2 separate regions of the Danio rerio genome follow, and region 1 is linked to region 2. The links are chromatin contacts, called in public Hi-C maps. All regions are on one chromosome and are shown on one strand. The core of a region is the stretch at or near the end of the contact, and the rest is flanking DNA. Distances in the headings are between cores, read along the strand shown.

The links. A called contact is a pair of places that touch in the nucleus more often than the background predicts.
Region 1: a Hi-C map of an unstated tissue shows a contact between it and region 2, with 3 times the contacts expected there. The contact joins the promoter of tbx2a here to the enhancer-like site in region 2. A contact is called at or near these places in 2 of 18 Hi-C or Micro-C datasets (caudal fin and an unstated tissue).

What each region holds. Positions count from the first base shown.
Region 1 is chr5:61,843,267-61,848,652 of GRCz12tu, reverse strand. tbx2a (T-box transcription factor 2a) reads left to right here and starts at 2,815. Exons shown (of 7, transcript NM_001102384.1): 1 at 2,815-3,573; 2 at 4,274-4,541; 3 at 5,127-5,273. The coding sequence starts at 3,215. LOC141385627 (a long non-coding RNA gene) reads right to left here. Exons shown (of 3, transcript XR_012406395.1): 3 at 920-1,549.
Region 2 is chr5:61,763,682-61,769,131 of GRCz12tu, reverse strand. No RefSeq gene overlaps it. Among named protein-coding and RNA genes, the nearest start is that of acaca, 19 kb to the right of the region's middle. Within about 2 kb of position 2,926, at least 6 of the 62 cell types and tissues checked have an H3K27ac peak or open chromatin away from gene starts, as enhancers often do.

The DNA.
Region 1 (5,386 bases), core at 1,566-4,065, 80 kb before region 2:
GTGAAAATGACGCAAAATGTATCTTGTCATTCAGTTTTGTTAATGATAAACTAAATGCTTTCATTTACAGATGACTGTATCACGATGAAACAACACCATATAAATATATTCAGCCTCTACACAAATTTGAAAACATTTAGCCTATATGAAAAAATTGTAAATTTCGAGAAGTGTCAGAATATGCATGCTCATGCATCAGACGAACTACAGGGCAATTGAGAAGACGGTGTGAAGGAGGGGTTCTGCTGTGGACCAGAGAAATATGAAGAACTTTGACAGGTCTTAAACGGTCTGGCGCCAAGACCTTGATCCATAGGATAAATACAGCGCTGGAGGATTTTGAGTGTGATGCTGTGCAGAGGTGATTGCTTAGGTTTGCAAAACAATATGAAACAAATTTCTTCCATTAAAAAATAAATCAACAAATGCAATACCATTATTCAGAAAAATTCATTAAAATAAATAACATTATAGTTTGTATTTTTATTTGAAAACTTTGTTTGACCTCAGTTATCTAACATAACGGTGATTCAAAAGACTTTTCGATGGGTTATCTAAAATAGTATGCGTTGTGATCAGGATAAAAAGATTATTAGCAAGTGTTTAAATGAAAGCGCTCCCTAAAAACACCTGCATTGACATTGACATTGTTCATAAGGGGTCTCAGCATAAATTTACTTAAACAAATAAATCAGTTGGACTACTACATGGATCTTTGTTTACATAATTAACTTGAGTATATACATGGTAAAATCATTAACTTGCTTCATGTGGGGTTAATCCGTGCAACCTTTTTTTTTTTTACATATTTTAGAATAAAAATGTGAAGTTGATGTTATTTCTCACATTTGTCTGTTGTGTAATTTATTTGTTTCTATCCTCAAACTCTTTACATACATACCAACAGGCAGACGAAAATGAAATTAATTCATGTGTGTTTATTTCAATTCAGTGCAAATGTCAATAGACACACTTTCAAAATTCTAATGTTAAAACAAGTTACAATGGATCCTTGTACAAAAAAAAAAAAAAAACAGCAGCTAAGAAACAATATTTTAAATAATTCGAATTATGTTTAACTTAGCCTACAAGGATATTGCAGAACAAAGCAGTACATAAATTATTTCGCAATGTGGAATTAATGGCTAGAAACAATGCCTTGAATAGATGCATACTATGTTAAAGTAAATACATTAAAATTTCTAAATACACCTGCGTTCATTTATACCGGAAATATGAAGCTTGTCCACATTATATGCTATATCATAGATCTTACCAAAGTTGAAATATCGAAACAGGATGATCCATAAAAATATTCTGATGTCCTCTTCCTGTTGTCTTCGCATATCCGTGAATGAAAATCCTGGACCCGTAACTCAAGATCCTCTCTTATAACTTCAACTCGCAGAGCGGCTTGAGATTTGACGGCATTAAGTCGGAAGCAACCTATGTCCCCCTCTCTCTCTCAGGAAAGTTCTGTTGTTTTGGGTTCTTCAGTAAGTCATTTCTGAAGTCCACCGTAAGCATTTCAGAGAATGAAATGAGTTCACTGAAAGAAACAACGTGTATTTCCTGTTGACATTGTGCAAGATTCCAAATCTGAGAAAAACGTGTGGAATTAATACCAATCCTAACTGTTTTGCGTCCTTTTTTATCAAAGTAGCCTAACTGATCAGACATCTATTCAAAACACCAGACAAATCTTCCATATGTTGGCTTTCACTAGGGTGATTAATTGTTGAAAGCGGAAATAGATTGGCAGAAGAAGAAAAAAAAACTTTCGTTGGATTTTTTTCAACATGTAGACTAAGCAATGGAGAACATTGAGTGGATCGGTGAACGCTGTTTGAGAATTTGGGGGTAAATATGAATTGACAGGGGTAGGTTCTTATTGTGGGACTCCAGCAGACTGGCGCCAAGCGCTCTTTAACAAACGGAGTCCCACTTAATCAAGAATCTGTTGACGAGCCTCTTAAAGGTACACGACTGTTTGTGGAGCTTTAAAGCTGAGATTGTTACTCTGCTGTACCCTGTCGGCCGATTTTACAAACAGTGAATAGCTCTGTAAAATGAAAAAAGATGAATATACAATTATTTGCTACAATAAAATACACAATGTCTCTATCAAGGATCGATTCATCGATAGTTTGTTGCAGGCGTATATTGGAAAAAAGGCTATGTGACAGCTCGTTATTCCCTCTAAATTCTTTATTTTCGCTTTTAAATGCGCCCTGCTTTTACGAGTATCCCACATCCTGAAACCAATGTACGGAAGATCGCTAGGGTAAAAAATAGGCGAATATAGTACTGTAAAATATTACATTCGGTCGGTTTAAGGTCTTCGTAAACACAAATAACTGCATTTGTTGTCTAGAATTATTTTGTTATCCGTGAAATGTGGGTTGCTGCTATATATTTCCAAAATGTTTAAAACAGCGACACTAAATCGACATTAAATATTTTTTGTATGTTAGTCACATACAACTTTAAATGCATTTTCTAAAAGTTTAGCATTGGAGCTTACAGAAAGCACACGGTTCTTATACTGGTGAAACACAAGCCGGGAGAAGCACTCTCTTACACGGCTGCCTACAGCCAGATGACCGTTCTTCAGTTAGGTTATGCGGGGGTGGGGTTTCCAGATCCTTACTCTGTCATTGGTTAATATTTTATTCTGTTGACATGTTTTCTTACTGCAAATGCTTCCGACACCTTCCAGTCAACCCCCCTTCCACGATCTTGGCTGGAGCTGTCAAAACCACGCCTATGAAGCTCTACAATTGGTCCAGAATGCGTAAAATCGGCAATCAAGACGGTCTGGTTCATTAGTGCGGAGATCCAGTGAGAAGGGGCATGTAAGACAGACACAGTTACACAGTGGTCAGGGAAGAACCTCCAATTCTTCAACAGTGCTCGTGACTTACGCATCCTTGATTTTGGGGCTGCTTTAAATCTTGAGACTATTGCAGCAGGAAAACTGTAAATCTGAACCGAAGTGTCAATATTGCTCTTTTGAAGGATATTATCACTGTGCTGCAACTGGACATACTCAAATGGTAGTGACATTTCCTACCAGTCCTCTTCAACTACTGTGAAATCAACACTGGCTTTCAGTGGCAAGAGAGCGACAGTCAGTCGGACTTACGAGTTGTTTTTACAGGCGCAATTCTTTTTTTAGAATATTATACATTCATCTGGCTTTTTGGATGCACCGATGAGAGATCCAGTTTTCACAGCGAACGCTATGGCTTATCACCCTTTTCACGCGCACAGGCCGGCCGACTTTCCCATGTCAGCTTTCCTTGCGGCGGCTCAACCTTCGTTCTTTCCAGCGCTCACTTTACCACCGGGTCTCAGTAAACCGCTGGCGGATCATGCGCTCTCCGGTGCGGCTGAAGCTGGTTTACACGCGGCGCTTGGACATCACCACCAGGCGGCTCATCTGCGCTCTTTCAAGGGTCTCGAGCCAGAGGAGGATGTTGAGGACGATCCTAAAGTTACATTAGAAGCTAAGGAGCTTTGGGATCAATTCCACAAAATTGGAACAGAAATGGTCATCACTAAATCAGGAAGGTAAGGTCTTTACATTATTTAACCTATTGAATGCTGCATAGGGTGATGTTATTATATTACTCTGCGAAGAGTTGGGTCTATTTTATCGTAAAATATACTTTACATTATAAAATATTGCTCGGTTAAAATTCAGATGTACTGGATGCTGACATAGCATCGAAGCCTCTTAAGAGAGTAGACTAAGAATTGTTCCACATAGCATATATTCATGACAGTATTCAAATAAAATTTATATGCGATCTATTAGGCTATTAAATAAAAACACTAATATATAAATAGACTAATGTTTCTGAACCAATGTAACCAAAATCTTTCTGTAAACGATGGGAACGTGTTTAAGTGAAAATAAACAACAACTATTAGCTGGTAGGCTACATTTTATTAATTTATAAATTTATTTCGATATTTTATCGACAAGCATGTCTAAATAACAAGTCTACATGAATTATAAAGATGTAAAAAATTCTTTTAACTTTGTAAATATAGTCGGTAAATGTTTATATAAACAATAAATAGCCATGTTTTGCCCTTTGCCAAACAAGCAAAACATTGGCTATTTATTTATTTATGGTTATAACGGGAAAGGTATAGTTAAATTAGTTATTTGCATTTATATCCAATCAGAAATTTATTTAATGTCTTCTAAAAATGTTAAATAAATTCGGCCCCAGACCCACCATCATATCTCTTTCGTCCATAGGAGAATGTTTCCTCCGTTCAAGGTGCGGGTGAACGGCCTGGACAAAAAAGCCAAGTATATACTTTTGATGGATATTGTTGCGGCGGATGACTGTCGGTACAAATTTCACAACTCTCGATGGATGGTCGCAGGAAAGGCCGATCCGGAGATGCCCAAACGAATGTACATTCACCCAGATAGCCCGGCTACTGGTGAACAGTGGATGGCAAAACCTGTTGCTTTCCATAAACTCAAGCTCACCAACAATATTTCGGATAAACATGGATTTGTAAGTTACTTTTTTCTTGTATGTAAATCTAAATGTGTTATTAGAAACTCTTCCTATTTTCTTATTATGTAATTTCCATTCATTGCAAGAACAACAAAGGGGATACGGTGAATAAAGTTGGGTTATCTATGATCAAGAAGCAAAGATGATTGGGAAATTACGCTATGGTCTTTGGACATTTTGGGGTGCATTTGGATTTTTAGCATGTTTTAGGAAGTGTTGACTAAATGAAGCATGAATGAAAAGCTGTCTCAAATGTAATTTTTGTTACTTACGATATTCTAACATACAAAATATTTAAATTGCAATGCAATCTATTTTAGCTATAGCCTAAAACAAGGGCCGAAAATACAAAATAATAATAATAATAATAATAATAATAATAATAATAATAATAATAATAATAATAATAATAATACAAAGATTATACACTAAAGGCCTGTCTCAGCAATCACCTCCAAGATCACATTATAAAGATACATAAAACACAGCAGTCGCCGACATTTAGTGTTTTGTCTCTTTTTAAGTGTTTTGATGTCGCTGATTTTCTTATTGACCGTATAACTTTATTTTATTTTCTTTCAGACTATTCTAAATTCAATGCACAAATACCAACCCAGGTTTCATATCGTTAGAGCCAACGACATTCTGAAGCTTCCTTATAGCACCTTCAGGACATATGTATTCCCCGAGACCGATTTTATAGCTGTCACTGCATATCAGAATGACAAGGTAAGTTGGAGTACTTAAACGTAGCTTAAAAAGTGTGTTTTTATTTGGCTTTTATGATGTTTTTGTTTTTCAGTTATTTGTAGTCAAATTATTGACAACAGAAAACTAACAAT
Region 2 (5,450 bases), core at 1,677-4,176:
CAATCAGTGCCAGGTAGCAGGGCTTGTGGGATTTTGAGTCCGTGAGTCGAATTAGAATTCGGGCGATGGCTCCCTCTGGTGGTGCACAAGAGGATCGGCATCGCCCTCATTTACAACAAATATACACTAATACTGAAATAGTTAAGGCATTTTAGAATGACTAAAACAACATTTAAGATGTTCTGCAGTGTGCTCAGTCTGCTGGTTTGTCCATTCACACACATTTTCATCATCATCTCTTCATTCTCATTATCATTTAATGCACATACTTTAATTTGTTAAGTGCACTTCGTAGTTTGTGCATCTTATCAAATAAAAGTTTCACCTACTCAGTTTTGCACATGTTTTATTATGCGTATTTTCAAAAGTTATGTGAATCATGACGTTTCCATCAATCGTTTTTATGGGCATCTCCAACATGAGCTCTAAAATAGGTGTGTGGAGACGTAAGGCTAAGGCGAGAAATATGCTTCATCTTTAAAAATGGGGAGGAGACCGACAGAAACTCAGTTTAGAGAATAAAACCTGCTCCGGACCAGGTTAGATTCACGGAGTAAGTTACCACAGTAACTGACTCTGAGTTAAAGTTACCTTTCTTTCAGAAACAGGCTTGACTTACCCTGATTTCTCGAGTTTAACAAACCTGCCATTTTGAAAGGGAAAACCCAGAGTTTCTCTCATTTCAGGGTTAAAATACTCTGAGTTTTCACTTAACCTCCTTTCTGAAACAGGCCCCTGGTGTGAACGCAGCATTACAGTTACATCGCTCAGAAAATGGCATCATTTAGAAAGCAGTATTAAATACTTCTGGATTGTAGCATGAACGTTCCTAAACCGCAGCAACAGAAATGTGGGCACATTTACAATCTGAACAAGGAGAATCCTTTAACAAACATAAATCCACACATGGTTATAAATCATTGCATTGGTTAACAATCCTACTTACAACCACATGCAAAACACTCACCAAACAAGAATGGAAGTGCTCTTATACCAAATCCGCTGATTGATATAAAGTCTCCAACCGCGCTGAAACTGACAGTGGGTCAGTCAGACATCCAATCAGTCAAAACACTGATGGAAACACGCACACAAACCAGGCAGGCTGGAATGCAACAACACAGAGTAAGCATTCACCCCCAGCTACTGAACAATTAGCAAACCGCTATGCTTACTGCACCTTACCTGGAGCCATTGCCGGCACACCCTCACAGGAAGTGGAATTCAGAACATGCCTCACGACAGGCTACAACCCTTAGCACTAAACAGGGGAGTATACTTTGCTACCTGAGCTCAATTTAGAGCTTCACAGCAAAGACTGAATACTGATGTGCATGTGATTTTTCAGGTTTTTTATTTTTAATAAATTTGCAACAATTTAAAAAACTCTTTTTTTCACATTGTCATCATTGGGTATTGTGTGTAGAATGTTGAGGAAATAAATGAATTTAATCAATTTTGGAATAAGGCTGTAACATAAAAAAATGTGAAAAACGTGAACCGCTTTGAATACTATCTGGATGCCCTGAATATCAGTTGCTTCCCAGATCCCATACCTTCTTTGACACTCATTTGGATACCACGAATCTATTGGATTGAGCCATATATCCCTTAACATTCCTTGATTCAAACAATATCAACAAATAACCCTCTGACACTTTTCTTAATTATTATTTTTTTGATTCCACGGCAAACCACCACAGAAACTAATGTTGCACTTCGACATGTGTTGCTCTACAACAGCCGAGATCAAACTGCCTCCATCTCCTCGTGGAAAACCAAGGGGTTCAGTTACCCACACTCCTGCTCAAGCTTGTTTGCCATTAAATATTACAATGTGCCATAGTACAGAGGTGAAAGTGAGCCCCTCTGAGCTGCCACTCACTGGAATAAAGGACCGGCCTGATGCGGCAGGTAAACAGAGAGAGCGAGAGCCACAGCTTGGGTTACAAACCGGCTGAAGAAGAGGCCCTCTCCGGCTCCGGTTGCCCATGATGGGGGAGATCGCTTTACCCGCGGCTGCCACATGAAATGGTCCGGTCCAAGTTCCCAACCCGCCTTTCGGATGGAACGATTACTTATTCATAGTTGAAGGGAAGAATAGGAGGGTCGATAGTGAATGGGGGTCCTTGTTGTCAGTGGTGGTGTAAGGAACAGGTGACAGGAGGGTATCTGTTACCTGCTTTTGCACATCCACCCATAAGCCCTCTCTTTCAGAACTATCAGCGCACATTGTTGTCGACCATGGAACGCAGATAGCAAAGTCTACAGTAAGCTCTCCCTTTCTCCATCGATTTCATCACCAACACATCTGCGCACTGCAAGAGTGGCTAGCTTCAAAGCCATGGCGGAGCGTGAGCATTCAAGCTCAAAGACGGCCAGGGGGTTCAAGGGTCGCACCAGCGGGCGGATGGATTGCCGGTGGCTTTATCACACTCCTGCAAGCCCACACAGGTAGCCTGACACCCTGATATCAGCCCCAGTGGATAGAGAGCTGATCCCGCCTCGCTCTAACACTGCCACCCTGACACCAGAGAGTCAGTGCCATGTTTCGACCGTGTGAAATCTCACACTGCCCGTTACTCGGGGCCACAGAGGCTCAAGTGTGTTGGCAGAGCTCACTCCGAAAGCATCCAGAGGTACTTTCTTCACCAGGCCCCAATATAAACATCTGTAAAACTGTCAAATTCTGCCCTAATCCTATCTGTTCCCATCGCGCCGTGGACACTAGTGGATGAAGTCCATTTAGTATTTATCAGCAGCAGACTTCGCTGCAGATCTCTGGGCAAACGCTTTAATTAAACTGGAGCCTCGCATCAAAAGCTGCATTCAGGGATGTCAATCAGCACCAGCAGGATGGAGTGAAACCAGATCGTGGCCTTATCACAGAGATGTAGGGAGCAGGGCCTCTGTGGCCATTGTTACAGTCTGCCGGTCCACAGGAACGTGTAACTAAAGTCACCCAGTCTCATTGTGCCACTAGTAAGCAATATGTTCCACTGTGTGACGGGTGAAGACATCAACACAGATTCTTTTCAGCTATGTTTGTGGCATCTGCGTTGAGGGAGCACTATGTGTAATGTTGCCATGAAGCATTTAACATTTTATGCTTAAGCGGATAGAGTAGTTCCCCCAAAAAATTAAACAACTGGTCATTCCAAACTCGTGGACCAAAACAAACGAAAATATTTTAAAGAATGTTCCAAAAGCAGTGTCCACATATTTAATGTCATTGCTGTATAAAACAAAACTGGACCACAGTAGTCTGGTTTCTGTTACAGATTCTTTAAAGCTCCTAGAACCAATATTTTTATTAATTTTCCTTTAACTTTGTCCCTTATTTATAGAATATCTAAATTATTCTATATTCATTCATTCATTCATTCATTCATTCATTCATTCATTCATTTTCCATCTGCTTAGTCCCTTTATTAATCAGGTGTTGCCACAGCAGAATGAACCATCAACTTATCCAGCAAATGTTTCACTGTCACGATCACCAGCGATCCAGCCTAGGCAGATCGCTGGTAAACACACAAAATTGGATAGAACTACAAATCCACCATTAAACAGACTACAAGATCCAGTCATGCACCTCTCATACACCTGGCCTAGATCACTATGATTGCAGAAAGACACAGTTGAAGCTACTCATGAACTGATTACAAGGACTATAAAAACTGCACAAACACACACATTGTTGCTGAGTCTTGTTTTACAGTTTTGTGACATTACGACATGTTTTTCATGTCTTATTTTGCCGTGTTTTTTTGACGTTTGTTTGTTTGTTTGTTTGTTTGTTTGTTTGTTTGTTTGTTTGTTTGATTACACTGCATTTCACTACAATTCTGGATTTGCTTACATACATCTGTTTACCCGTCTTTACTGTTGCTTGCCTGAACATCTCTGTATAATAAACCCTGCATTTGGATCCTCAACTCCCTTGTCAGCATCCGCTTCACAATTACATTTACACAGCAGATGCCCTTCCAGCTGCAACCAAGTACTGGGAAACACCCTTACACACTCATCCACACACATACACTACAACAAATTTTGTTTGTTTAATTCACTAATAGTGCATATATTTGGACTCTGGGGGAAACCGGAGCAATCCCACACAGCACAGGGAGAACATGCAAACTCCACAAGGAAATGCCAACTGACACAGCCTTGAACCAGCCACCTTCTTTGCTGTGAGGTGACAGTGCTAACCATTGAGCCACCGTGTTGTTGTTTTATATTGTATTTCTTTTTCCTATTCCTTAATTAATTTCTTAATTTATAGTCTTTTGTTTTTATCATACAAGCTTTTCACTACATACCACACCATGTATGAATGTGTATGTGACTATTTAAATTTGAATTTGAAATGTAAACAAAATGTTTTCCTCTTGGTGACGCGGCCGCACAGTAGGTAGTGCTGTCACCTCACAGCAAGAAGGTCGCTGGTTCGAGCCTCGGCTAGGTCAGTTAGTGTTTCTGTGTGGAGCTTGCATGTTCTCCCTGCATTTGCGTGGGTTGGTGCTCCGGTTTCCCCCACCGTCTAAATGAGGTACAGATGAATTGGGTAAGCTAAATTGTCCGTAGTGTATGAGTGTGAATGAGAGTGTATGGGTGTTTCCCAGAGATGGGTTGCAGCTGGAAGGGCATCTGCTGTGTAAAACATGTGCTGGGTAAGTTGGCGGTTCATTTCATTGTGGCGACCCCATATTAATAAAGGGGCTATACCAAAAAGAAAATGAATGAATGAATAAATGTTTTTCTCGTGTTGTCATTCTAAAAATCATGAAGATGGATAAGCTTAAATTTATTGCAGCCGCCACACTATATTATATAATAATTAGGGACCAATTATACTTGGGGGAGGCCAGTATGGGGAGTTTCAGAGAGGTTTATCACAGCTATCACAGAGGAACCGTGGATTCAGAATTTCTCAATTAACAGATGTAGTAGAACTTTTTATAGCAGCTCCTGAATCGTGCTCAAGTAACCCCGTTTCTACAAAAAAAAAAAAAAAAAAACAGCTTTAAAGAATGATCAAGTGACTTTTATGTATGTCAGGTTGCCTGTTAATTTATTTTATTTTATTAACAATTTAGGCCAAACTCAATTCCATTGTAAATCTTTCACAATCTGACTGTGAAAGGTCAGATATACAATGAATCAAATATAAAGCCATACGCTTAAACAAAAACAAAACAAACAAAAATAATAATAAAATAACTTAAAAATAACAAATATACCATGCAAACAATAAACTGCACAGGGGTTAAATAAAACCATATTCTTGAAACAAATCATACAATTTTTTTTTTTGCCTTCTCAGCCTTTATTAATTTAAAAGCTTCTGCATAACTTTTTTAAAGACAATCAATTAAGGAACTGTTTAAGATTTTGCATTTAGGAATGAAGAATGTAAATAAAATAAGTAAACAATTTGCAGTAAG